Linked DNA regions of Mus musculus: region 1 is linked to region 2. The links are chromatin contacts, called in public HiChIP or PLAC-seq maps. All regions are on one chromosome and are shown on one strand. Each heading gives the region's core, a stretch centred on a gene start, on an enhancer-like site or on the middle of the called end of the contact. The rest is flanking DNA. Distances are from core to core; before and after follow the strand shown. Region 1 overlaps Fbxl13 (F-box and leucine-rich repeat protein 13). Region 2 overlaps Rsbn1l (round spermatid basic protein 1-like).

Region 1 (6,786 bases), core at 3,467-5,966, 660 kb before region 2:
CCTGGGGACAAGTTGGCTGGGCAGTCTAGACAAAAAGGAGTCTTTGAAGTTCATTGAAAAACTCTGTCGTAAGCAAGCAAGCAAGTAAGTAAGCAAGCAAGCAAATAAGTAAATAAATGTGGGGAAGCAGTCAAGGAAGACATCCTAATATCAATCTATTGCCTCTAAATGTGCCTACCTGGGCAAGACCACACACACACACACACACACACACACACACACACACACACACACACAAAGGTATACATGGCCTTCCCAATGACACAATGGCAATACATAAGCAAAATGTGAAGGTTTTACCTTTATTTCCATATTTAGATGTATGAAAGTTTTACATCTTGATGAAATCTGATTTATCTTTTCCTGTGTTGCTTTTGCTTTGGATATTATAGGACTTACTTTATATTTTCTCCTAAGAATTTTATAGCTTTAGTTCTTCTGTTTAGGTCTTTGATCCATTTGGGGTAAGTTTTTTAAAAAAAATTTTTTATTTTTATTTTTTTATGGAAGTAGGTATAGAAGAGTGTCCCATATCCATTTTTTTCTATTTCAGTGTCCAGCATAGTGAGAAACTGTTTTTCCTCAGTAGGATAGTTTGGTCTAGCCATAGAAGGATGTATCTGTTTCTGGATTCTCCATCCCATGTGCTGTATGCCTGTTCTGGGACTTAGTGTTTTGATTTTTGCAGCTTTGTAGTTAAGTATGAAGTCAGGAAATGTGACCTCTCCAGCTGTTGTTTTTAAAAGTTGTTTTGAGATCTCTTGCATTTACATGTGAACTTGAAGACTGGCTTCCATTTTTACACAAGAAGCCTTTGGAAATTTGACAGATTCGATTGAGTCTGTAGACTTTAGGTAGAATTGACACCTTGGCATTTTTACTGTTCATAGTGTCTTTGGTAGGATTGTCTTATAAGGTCTCAATTGTGTGCATTTAGTGTTTACATCACCAGCAGTTGTAAAAACCTGGTTTAGTTCCTCTTACTGTTACTGCACCTTCCAGTTCACAGACACGGACTGTTGCTCTGATTCTTCAATCACCTCCAGTTCCTGTCAAGGTGTTTCCTCACATGGGGTCTGAGGACTAACCTTTCACCTCCTTAGTTGAAAGTATTCCTAAGACTTTTATTCAAAAGTGAGACTGTAAGCTCCTTCAGACATGCAAGGAAATCTAATGAACAGCAGTGTGCTGACCCCTGGCATAGTCCAGCAAGCATAGCACGTGGAATTAAAGTCTCCTGATGGCCTTTTCTTCCCTGCTTTCTTGAATTAGTGTTTGCTATTCCACAGGACAATACAGAACCTCCCAAGTGTGTCTCTGTCCTAATCTTGAGAACCTTTGAATGTGCCACCTTACATGGCACAATCCTTTTTTCAGATGTGATTAAGGGTCTTGAGATGGGACAGTTAGCCTGGATTATCAGGACACCTCTCCTGAAATGTCAGGATCCCTGAAAAGAAAAGAGAGAATCAGGGCCTCTTGCAATATTCCTTTCCAAGGGCTGGGTGAGCTCTAGGGACTCTAACTTTGATGACCCAGAGATATAAGTTACCCAGGATCTTCCTACGGGGTAGCTATGTGAATTTTGTGGAAGAAAACAGGTTTGCTTGTTTATTTATTTATTTATCCACTTATTATTGAAAGAAAGTCTCAATAAACACTAGAGGTCCTGAAACTCACAATCTCCCTGCCTCTTCAAGTGATATGATGGCAGATAATGTACAAGCTAATCCAGTTTGTTGTCCTTTTGGACCAGATCAGTTACCCAGGTACAGATCTGATCCTGGGGGTTTGTCGACAGTAAAATACTCTTCAAGGGTGAACTGTCTCACCTCTTTTTTTTTTTTTTTTTTAAGAATTATTTATTTGGGGCTGGAGAGATGGCTCAGCGGTTAAGAGCATTGACTGCTGTTCCAGAGGTCCTGAGTTCATATCCCAGAAACTTATATATAATAAATAAATAAATCCTTTAAAAAAGGAATTATTTACTTAATATACATTAGTACACTGTAGCTGTCCTCAGACACACCAGAAGAGGGCATCAGATCCTATTACAGATGGTTGTGAGCTACCATGTGGGTGATGGGAATTGAACTCAGGACCTCTGGAAGAGCAGTCCATGCTCTTAACCATTGAGCCATCTCTCCAGCCCCTGTCTCACCTCTTACTGTGAGCTTCCCATATCATGCCAGCCAGGGCCTTTTCCAGAAGAGCTGAGAGATGCAGAGAGGTTGATTTCCCCACCCCCATCTACCAGATACCGAGGTGTCATCACTATGGGTCAGTCAGGCTCTCCTGGTGGCTCTGCAGCCATGTTGTGGGGACTCATGCACTGTTGGACATCTCTAGTGAAGTGTCTGGATAATTGCTTTTATTAGTTAAAGTATGTCTTTTCATAAGATTTTAAAATTTACCTAAATTATAATAGTAAGCCAAATGAATAAAAATGAGATGTTAGTACTCAAGGAAAATATCAGAGCAAAAAGCATTATTAAGCTGTGATTTTTGTCTTCTAACTGGTGAATTTTCAATAACTGATTGTGACTTTTCCTGAGTGTAGTGATATCAGCACGCCTATAATCCCTGCATTGGAGAGACTGAGATAGGAAGATCAGGAATGGCTAGCCTGGGCTACATAAGACTCTGTTTAGAAAAAAGAAAAAACCACATGTGACTATTGATATTCGTGGGTTCTTATTTCATTTTATAGGTAGTCATAAAATATTGTATTTTATAGACTTTTTTCTTCATGCCTTTTTAAAAAGTGAGTTTTAACACTTTTCCTACGTTTATGTTTAGAAAATATACAATATTTTCCTGCCGTTTTTTTCAATGATTACTCGTTTTTAAAATATGTGCTTCTTTAAAAAAATAATTGTGTTCTTTGAAATTTCTTACATATATGTAATGTGTTCTAGTACTCTCTTTCACATTCTCCTGCCTCCCGTCCCTACTAACCCTGCCCTCGAAATCTCTACCACATGCTTTCCCCAGATTCATGACTTTTGCCTTTGTTTTATGACCCGCTCAGTTTACCCAGAGACATCTGCGTGAACACTAGGTTGGAACCATCCACAGGTGAGGCCACTAGTGGACACACAACTGAAGAGCATGGCTGTCCCTCTCCCTGAGTGTATCAGTAGCAAATACTTCAGCGGTGACTGGAGGCGCCTGAGCTGTTCCGCCCATGCCTAGGTGTTGACAGGCCCGTTTTTTTGTGCAGACCCCGCACAGACATCTGCAGCTGCTGAGAGTCCGTGTCCTGCCCAGATGGAGTTAGTTATCCATCGCCCTTCCGTATCTTGCCGCTCTTGCATTCTTCCTGCCTCTCTTCTGCTGCATCCTCTGAGAGCGTGGTATAAATACACTGATTAGGGATAGGCCCTCCGCCATCACATATTCTCATCGTTTTGAAATCTCTGTGCTCACCAGTGTCCACTAGAAAGTATTCTCTCATTAAGGCCAAGAGTAGCTGTAAAAGTTCCGGCTTTTCTATACCTGCCCTTGTTCCTGAATAATGACATGGACACCTTGATAGTTATTAAAGGCTTCAAGCACTACAGCTGGGCAGATTCTGATCTATTCTAACCCGACTATGTTGCCCAGGCCTACTTCCTGAGCCACGAGGGGTTACATGCAGTCTTCCTCTCACTTTGGCTTCGCTGTCTTCTGGTAGACTCCCTGGTCTCCAAGAACCTCAGCCTGTTTCAAGGCACGGAAGTCCCGCCTTCTCTCCTGTCAGCTATAGGCTGATCAGCTCTTTATTGACCAATCAGAAGACGATGAAGAACAATGTTTTACAAAAAAAACAAAACAAAAACCGAGTCAGGAAATACTTCTTAATAAGGACAATAGCCAATGAAGGAGCTAGAGAAAGTAGCCAAAGAGCTGAAGGGGTCTGCAGCCCCATAGGAGAAACAACCATATGAACTAACCAGTACCCCCAGAGCTCCTTGGGACTAAAGCACCAATCAAAGAAAACACATGGTGGAACTTGTGGCTCTAGCTGTATATGTAGCAGAGGATGGCCTAGTCGGCCATCAATGAGAGGACAAGTCCTGTAAAGGTTCTATGCCTCAGTATAGGGGAATGCCAGGACCAGGAATGGGAGTGGGTGGGTTGGGGAGCACGGGGAGGGGGGAGGGGGTTTTCGGAGGGGAAACTAGGAAAGGGGATAACATTTGAAATGTAAATAAAGAAAATATCTAATTATACATATATGTAAATTAATATTATAGCAAGTCCTGGCTGCATCCAGGTCTCTGGGTGCAGATATTAGCATTTGAATACACAGTGCACAAAAACACCCCCTGCAAGTAGCATTTGTCGATGAGTGTAAATATAAATATTCAGAAGGCAGTTTGAGAAGTGTGGAGTGCTTCCTGAGTTTTTAGATCCTCCTCACTCAAGAACTATACTTCTTTGTATTGCTTAACCCGAAGCCAGCACAACATGCACACTTTTTAGGCAATAACAATGTGAACGAATAGGTATAGTTTTCTTCCTGAGCGAAAACCGAATTTAGAATAGTTTAGTCGTGATTGCTCTCTCCATTCTTAGGTTATTATCATCTAGTGTTTAGTCTCTTTAAAATTTGAGAGTGCAGGTGCTGAAGAGGCCAGCAGAGGGCAGTGGGTCCCCTGGAGTGGATGTTACCCGCAGTTGTAAGCCACCCAAATTGGGTCCTCAGGCTCAGCAAAGCATTCTTAACTGTTGAGCAGTCTCTCCTCTAATGCTTTAGTCACACTACTGTTTTACAAGGTTAGTGTGGGTAGCTATGTACTGGTTAGATTCTTTGCTCATCATGAACTATTTGTATCCTCCACCCCTTTGGGGATTTCAATATTCTTCGGAAAGTGTGTGTGTGTGTGTGCACTTTCTCTCTTACTCCTATTTAATTTTAGATTTTAGTCTTTTTTGACAGTATCTTTCTCAAGAATGCTGTCTTCCTTGTATTGATTACCTTAAACTTAAAACTTAGGAGTTTTATGATCACAGTCTGACCAGTGATGTTTTCATTTCTGTTTACGCTTACTGGATTTTCTCCTCGTGTTGGTTAGCCTTTAGTTTTATTTGGGCTTAATTTGTGGCAGTTCTGTAATGCTTGGCTCCAGTTTGTGTCTCTTTAGAGAAAATGATTTATTTCTGACCAATGTCCCAGGGGTTATTTTCAATTTGGAACCATGTTTCATGCTAATATATCAAATCCAGCTGCAAAGATCATAGATTTCAGGTGGATTCCATAAACAGTTAAAGCAGGCATGGCAGCTGGTCTTTGCTTACCAGTTCTTTGGGGGAGGGTTTATTTTTATTCCAACGGCATTATAATGTGTAGTATGTGCCTCTGTTGGATAAGTGTGGTGACTGTCTCCTGTGTCTGCATAGGCTTACAGAGCTCATTTGTCATGAAACCATCCCTATTGCCTTCCAGACACTTGTACCAGGAGTGCTTGTCAGTCTGGATTTATAAACTTTCTTTACTTAAAAAAAAATTCAAGTTATGTTTAAAATTTGTTTTAGTATTTATTGATGTTTTGTATCAAGAATATTTTTTCCCAATCTGCTACTTATCCAGAGATGGAAACCAGATGGGTTTATTGAGCTTTCCTAAGAATATCATAACTTTAGGAAAATGCAGTTCATCTTAGCAATTATTAAATGAGTTCTGTGTTTTAGCTACTATTTAGAGAAAGATCACTAGCTTTCTTCCAGAATACTTCCTTCATGCAGAAAACAAGCATGCTCATCTTTTTGCTATCTTTCTGTAGCTATCAGTTTGAACTATCACATGATCATATTTTCAAGTGGTTTATATAAAACTTTCTACAGAGTTTGCAGCTCAATAGTAATAAAATATTGTAAAGAACTATGAACAGAGACTACATTATAGAGTTCCACCTAGTACTTTGTTTAATTCACTGTAAGAATATAGTTTATGATGCAGCTTTAAAAAAATTCCCAGATTTATGTTTATAAGAGTCTGAGGAAGCCGGGCAGTGGTGACGCACGCCTTTAATCCCAGCATTTGGGAGGCAGAGGCAGGCAGATTTCTGAGTTCGAGGCCAGCCTGGTCTACAGAGTGAGTTCCAGGACAGCCAGGGCTATACAGAGAAACCCTGTCTCGAAAAAACAAAAAAACAAAAAACAAAAACAAACAAACCAAACCAAAACAAAGAAAACATTCCTCCCTTGAAATGTAACTCTAGCCTTATCTAATATACAGAAGATATTGCTGTTAACACACACACACACACACACACACACAATGGAAGAACTACACCAAAATTCAGGTATCAGTCAAAATGATGTTTTTCTTCTCTGTGTTTAGATTTTCTTGTACCTCACCTTTAAAGACATGATGGCGTGCAGTCGAGTCAACCGCTCCTGGATGGCGATGATTCAGAGAGGCTCCTTGTGGAACTCTGTGAGTAGCCGTGCAGGGCACTGTGGTCTTCTCACGGGCACATGGGGATTGTCTTCCGGAAGGCCCTGTAGTAAGGGGGCCTCCTTCCTGCTCCCCCACCCTTCTCTGTGGCCATCATCAGAAAGGGCTTTTTGTTTGTGTTTTTGGTTTGTTGGCTGTTTGGTTTTGCTGGAGGAAGAGGTAGAAATTTAGAGTAACAGTATCTTAAGAGATGTATCTGAATTTTAAATTTTAAATGGTGGAATATGTGAGTTGGATATTCTTTTTAGACTGAAGCAAAGACCCATTTTGCTGGGTAAGCTACACCTTACCCTTGCCTCGTTATTTGTCAACTTCTTCCTGCTGATGAAGGCAGGTTCTAC
Region 2 (6,247 bases), core at 2,369-4,868:
TCTTCAGACACTCCAGAAGAGGGCATCAGATCTTGTTAATGAATGGTTGTGAGCCACCATGTGGTTGCTGGGATTTGAACTCAGGACCTACAGAAGAGTAGTTGGTGCTCTTAACCACTGAGCCATCTCTCCAGTCCCCTTGTCTTCTACTTCATTTCATTTTGCACATCCACTGTCCATTCTGCTTCTTCATTTTTTCTTCTTTTTCTGGCTTGCTCGCTGATCTATTTCCAACAATGTATTATTCTTAGCTGGATGTGGGAGGAACAGGGAGATTTCAGTGTGGTTGCTCAGATCAGTTGATTTCATGAACTTCATTATGAGGGTCTTGACTTAAGGCTCAGTCAGGATAGTTAGAATTGATAATATGAATCCTATTTGAATTTTTGCTTCAAAATATATAATAGCTGAAAGCTTTAGAATGGATTTTTCTGTATTTCATAAGAGCTTCCAGTTTGATTTTTTTTTTTTTTCCTTCCTCCGAGACCGGGTTTCTCTGTGTAGCCCTGGCTGTCCTGGAACTCACTCTATAGACCAGGTTGGCTTCAAACTCAGAAATCCACCTGCCTCTGCCTCCCAAGTGTTGGGATTAAAAGCGTGTAACACCACTGCCGGGCTCAGTTTGAAATTTTATGATGCTCAAATAAAATTCTAATGAGCCTTTTAGTTTTTTCTTTCAGATCTATATATTTTACTTTATGTGTATAAATATTCTCCCTGCATGTACATATGTATACCACGTGCATTCTTGTGGGATTCTCCGAACTGGAGTTAGAGATTGCTGTGAACTACCATGTGGGTACTGGGAATTTGAGCTTTGGTCCTTTGAAAAAGCAGTAAGTTCTTTTATTGTTGAGTTGTTTCCCCAGCAAGCAACTAGTGAAGCTGTTAAAAGAACTTCCTTTTTTCTAAATGTGTGGGTCATGGGATAGAGTGATCTTCCTGTCTCCGCCTCTCTCCTCAGTGTCGGGATTACAGATGTGAGCCACCACATGTGGTTTACCTGTGCTGGGGGTTGATGCAGGGCTGTGTGCATTTTGGGGAAGTGCTTTATCAGTTGAGCTATGTCCCCAACCCCTAATTCAGCTTATTTCTCTCATTTCCCATATCTTAGTCAAATAACCAGTGTTTGTAATTTTTATAATGTGTTTGCAGATGTAACTTATCCAGATCAGAGATGCCCTTCTTTTTTGTTTTTTGGTTTTGTTTTTTCTGAGACAGGGTTTCTCTGTGTAGCCCTGGCTGTCCTGGAACTCACTCTGTAGACCAGGCTGGCCTCGAACTCAGAAATCCACCTGCCTCTTCCTCCCAAGTTCTGGGATTAAAGGCGTGCGCCAGCACCTCCAGGCTCAGAGATGCTCTTCTATAGGGCTGGGTTGGTCCTGAGTACTGTTCTTGGGAGTCCTGTTTTGTTGTCATCCTGTTTGTACTTAATGTAGACTGGCCGCCTTCTAAGGCGGGTGCGCATGTCCTCTACTTTTATTTACTTTATTTTTCATTTTTGGGTTTTGTTTTTGTTTTTTGTTTTGAGACAGAATTTCTCCTGCAACCCTAACTGTCCTGGAACTCGCTTTGTAGACCAGGCTGGTCTTGTACTCTCAGAGATCTATCTGCCTGCCTCCCAAGTGCTGGGATTAGAGGTGTGAGCCCCCACCCCTTGCCCTGCCTTACTTTACTTTTTGTTTACTACTGTATTTTCTTGAGCAGAGTTCATTGTTCTAGTTCTTGAGTGACTGATCACTCCACTGTTTAGCAAAGAACAACTTGGAAATCAACACTTTTAAAAGATATACATGATATAATATACATATTACATATTACCTATCAGTATAATATACAATATTATATGTATATGTAATTATATTACATATATATTTACACATATATATATAAAGTTCCCTTGTTTAAATATCTGATTATGTGGATGGATATTTGAATGTGTGTGCATGTGAAAAAATATAGATAGATAGATAGATAGATAGGTGTGTATTCATATATGCATACATATACATATGATAGTCTCTCTGTTTTCATGTACTATTTCAGGAATATTTTATCTAGTTTCTATCTGTTCTAGACAGTTTTTGTTGTTTGTTTTGTGTGCATGCATGGGGAGGCCAGATGTCCTTCTGGGTGTCATGCTTTGGGAGCCACCATATTTTATTGTTTTTGCTAGTGTGAGTGCAGGCATGCACATGCTGTGGTTTCTGTGTGGAGATAAGGGACAGCTTCGGTGGGCGTGGTTCTCACTTTGTACCTTCATGTGAGGTCAGTGTGGTCAGGTGCCTTACACGTAAGCCATCTTGGTGGCCCTTACTTTTTTTTTAAACTGTTTTTTTATTTTTATGGGACAGATTTTCTCACTGGATCCTAAGGCTTGCCAATTTTTTTAGAATGGCTGGCAATCAAGCTCCAGGCTTTTCTAGATTGCTGTGTTGTTAAAGTTATGTAGCATGTGGCATTTTACACTGTATTCTTTCAGTTAGTAATGCTCATGTACATTTTCCTATGTCTTTGCATGGCTTGATAGCTCCTGTCTCTTTTTGGTGCTGAAGAATATCGAATTGTTTGGATGCACCAGAGTTTACATTCATCCACTGAAGAATATCTTGGTTGCTTCCTTCTGTTTTTGGATAATTATGAATGAACCTGGTATAACTACTTATTTATGTGTTGTTGTGTGAAAGTAAGGTTTTAGCTCTTGGATTATATCTGCAAACAGTCTTCCTACGTAGTGTCTTGCATTCCCACTAGCAACGAATGAGAATTCCTGTTCCTGGTGTTTACTGGTATTTAATGGTGCTGACAATGTTCTGGGGTTTGGCCAATTTTATAGTCATGTGGTGACATGCTGTGTTTTGTAGTTTTGGTGACAGACGATGTGACACACACCTTTGCATGCGTGCTTATTTGTCTTCTGCACAGTTTTTATGGGGAAGTCTTTGACCCATTTTAAAGTCTGGCATTTTTGTTGAATTGTAAGAGGAGTCTACATTGAATAGTAGAGGTTGATCAGATCTATCTCTCTTCTGTGGTTTGCCTTTCTGTTCTCTTGATAGTGGCTGTTAAAGAATGTTAATGAGTCTAGACTATCAGTTCTTTTCCTTGGCACACTATGCCTTTATGCAGTATCTCCCTGCCCCCTACAAGGACATACACCATGTAGGTCTCCTAGGCTGCCTTCTAGGAGTCTCAGGAGTTCCTCTTTTGTTTTGAATGTGACTATCCAGGTGTAGTGCTGTCTGTTGAAAAGATTCTTTTGTCTCCATTGTGAAAACTGAGCTGCCTGTAAGGTGGGCTTGTTTCTGAACACCCAGTTTTATTCTCCTGATTTTTGGTTGTTGTTATTGACAGTAACTGTCTTGATACCTTTTTACACTTTCTAAATTGCACTTATGGGAAGTGTGACTTTCCAAACTCTGTGCTGTTCTACAGTAGAATAATTCTTGCTGTCATTATAAGGGTTATGATGAGAGACAAGTGAGAAAGTTTATTCTAAGCTTTAGGTTAGACTGTGAAGGATAAAACTACGTTTTTTGAGTCATGTTCTCACTATGTAGCTCTGGCTGTCTTGGAATTCACCATGTAGGCCAGGCTGGCCTCAAACTCAGAGATCTGCCAGCATTCGCCTTTCATATGCTGGGATTAAAGACATGAGTCATTACCTACAACCGGCTATTCTTGGTCATGAAAATAAATAAATCAAAACTGATAAAGAACCAGTCCTCTCAGGAACAATGTGTTAAAGAAACCAGCAGTGCCAAGATCCTGTTTCCATTATAAGCCCTTACTTATGAAGGGATGGAGACATGACAACATGGAAAATTGACAGCTGAGAGTAGGTATCTGAAAGTTTGTTAGTTACCAAGCTTGCAGTGCCTAACCTTGAACTTCTGTCTTTTGAGCAAGTAACAACATCACGTTATCGCAACTTTTCATGTTACAGAATTGCATGTAATTTAAAGGAGGCGGTTAGGATTGAGTTTCAGATTTCAGTGCTGGTGAGACAGCAGAGCCGGTCAAGGCACTTGTTGCATAAGCTTGATGGCCTGAATTTAATCTCTGGAATTCCTGTAAAAGTTCAAGGAGTGGACTGACTCTATAAAGTTGTCTTCTGACCTCCAATGCATGCTGTGGCATGTACCCCACTCCCGATCTCTCGCTCTCTTAACCCCCGCCCCCTACACACACAGATAGACAGAGACAGACAAAGAAGAGAGACAAGAGAAAGGAAAATAGTTCAGTAATTTAAAAACAACTTGAAGTGATGTTATATATGTATTGGGCTAAATAAAATGTGTTACTAAAAGTAATTTCACCGCTACTTGTTATTCTTTTAATGTGACTGCTGAAAAACGCAAATTTGCAGATGACATTATGTTTCTGTTGGTAAGTTCGAGCTGAGATCATCATCTAGTTATCATATGATTATAGCCTGGATTAGGGTGATGCTTACTAAAGTAAGAAGTTTTTAAGGGATTCTACAGTATCCATATACATTGCAAAGATTCCATTTTACTAGGTTGTGTGCTTCTGTTATAGCTTTGTAGCAATAGCAACAACAACCAGCTTTTGAAGGGAAGGGCAGTATTACTTTGTTTTTATTTTGTATATATTTACCCTTGGCTAGAGTCATAGGAAACTGAGTGAGTAAACAAGAACAATAAGGTAGTATGCATTTCATAAAGCCATTTGGAGTTTTAGGATATAAATCAATGGGTTTGTTTGTTTGTTTGTTTGTTTTTTGATTTCCTTTCTTTTGTTTTTTGTTTTTTTTAAAGATTTACTTACTTATTATATGTAAGTATACTGTAGCTGTCTTCAGACACTCCAGAAGAGGGTGTCAGATCTTTTTACATTTGGCTGTGAGCCACCATGAGGTTGCTGGCAATTGAACTCAGAACCTCTGGAAGAGCAGTCAGTGCTCTTAACCACTGAGCCATCTCTTCAGCCCATGTTGTGTTTGTTTGTTTGTTTCAACACGGGGTTTCTCTGTGTAGCTCTGGCCATCTTGGAACTCACTGTAGATCAGACTGGCCTTAAACCCTTAAACACAGATTCACCTGCCTCTGCCTCTTGAGTGCTGGAATTAAAGGCGTGTGCCACCACTGACTGGCTCCATCAATGAGTTCTTACTACCCATAATTTATTACCACAGTAACACTAGTTAGCCATGTTAGTCATGTTCTTCTTAAAATGCAGAAGGGTGAGGGACCTTAGTCTCTAGCTTGTGTAGTCATGAGGATGCCGTCCAGCATCATTTCTCAGGTTTGGACATTTGCTAACAATACGAATGTGCCTAAGTTTAGAGCCGTAACTTTTCAGAATACTTGTCCATTCCAGTTTAGCCAATTATTTTATGTGATTTGAAATTACTCCTATATTTTGGTTGACATAAAATCAATGAAAAAATAATCATTGAAATTAAATGTGGGGCTGGAGAGATGGCTCAGTGGTTAAGAGCACTGACTGCTCTTCTGTAGGTCCCGGGTTCAAATCCCAGCAACCACATGGTGGCTCACAACCATCCGTAATGCAATCTGATGCCCTCTTCTGGGGTGTCTGAAGACAGCTGCAGTGTACTTACGTAGCATAAATAAATAAATTAAAAAAAGAAATTAAATGTGCATGATAAATTTTGATATATATTGTATGTCCAATGAAAGAAGAAATGTAGAAGTTTTCAGGTATAACCAAAAAAGAAAAAAAAGCACTTTTTTTCTTCAGTCATGGTTTTTGGATGTACTGTGTTTATTTTGCTTTCAATTTTGGTTGTTTCTTTTTGGAGACCAGGTGTCATCATGTTCCCTTGGGTATCCTGGAACTTGCTGTGTAGACAGGCTAGCCTCCTGCTCACTGAGGTCTGCCTGCCTCAGCTTTCCTTTCTGTTGGAGTCAAAGGCGTGCACCATCAGGCTCAACATGCTTATGTATTTTATACCTCTAGAAATTGAATTAAAGTTCATGGAGAAAAAAAAGATTGTAGCATTTTAAAATATTTTTTTGCCTTTCAGATAAAATCAAAGACAAAATTAAAGAGAAAGACAAAGAGAGAGAGAAAAAGAAGCATAAAGTAATGAGTGAGATCAAGAAAGAAAATGGAGATGTAAAGATTTTACTGAAAAGTAAGTTATATTGAGTGAATGTTTTCTACATTGTATACTATCCAGTATATTTATTAGCCAAGCTGTTAAAATAAGAAGTGTTACTTGATACCAATATTTGCTAAGAGTAATTATGCTGTGAGT

The links. HiChIP or PLAC-seq counts read pairs in DNA pulled down with a chosen protein or histone mark.
Region 1: a CTCF HiChIP or PLAC-seq map of the NIH/3T3 cell line shows a contact between it and region 2, with 5 read pairs. The contact joins two enhancer-like sites. A contact is called at or near these places in 1 of 15 datasets of contacts at CTCF or cohesin (the NIH/3T3 cell line) and 2 of 9 other capture datasets (adipose tissue and embryonic stem cells).

What each region holds. Positions count from the first base shown.
Region 1 is chr5:21,584,836-21,591,621 of GRCm38.p6, reverse strand. Fbxl13 (F-box and leucine-rich repeat protein 13) reads left to right here. Exons shown (of 21, transcript NM_001199632.1): 8 at 6,329-6,424. Among named protein-coding and RNA genes, the nearest start is that of Lrrc17, 45 kb to the right of the region's middle. Within about 2 kb of position 4,716, at least 40 of the 459 cell types and tissues checked have an H3K27ac peak or open chromatin away from gene starts, as enhancers often do. A contact at or near this core is called in the NIH/3T3 cell line, where this site is marked.
Region 2 is chr5:20,927,497-20,933,743 of GRCm38.p6, reverse strand. Rsbn1l (round spermatid basic protein 1-like) reads left to right here. Exons shown (of 8, transcript NM_001080977.1): 2 at 6,014-6,124. Among named protein-coding and RNA genes, the nearest start is that of A630072M18Rik, 20 kb to the left of the region's middle. Within about 2 kb of position 3,618, at least 73 of the 459 cell types and tissues checked have an H3K27ac peak or open chromatin away from gene starts, as enhancers often do. A contact at or near this core is called in the NIH/3T3 cell line, where this site is marked.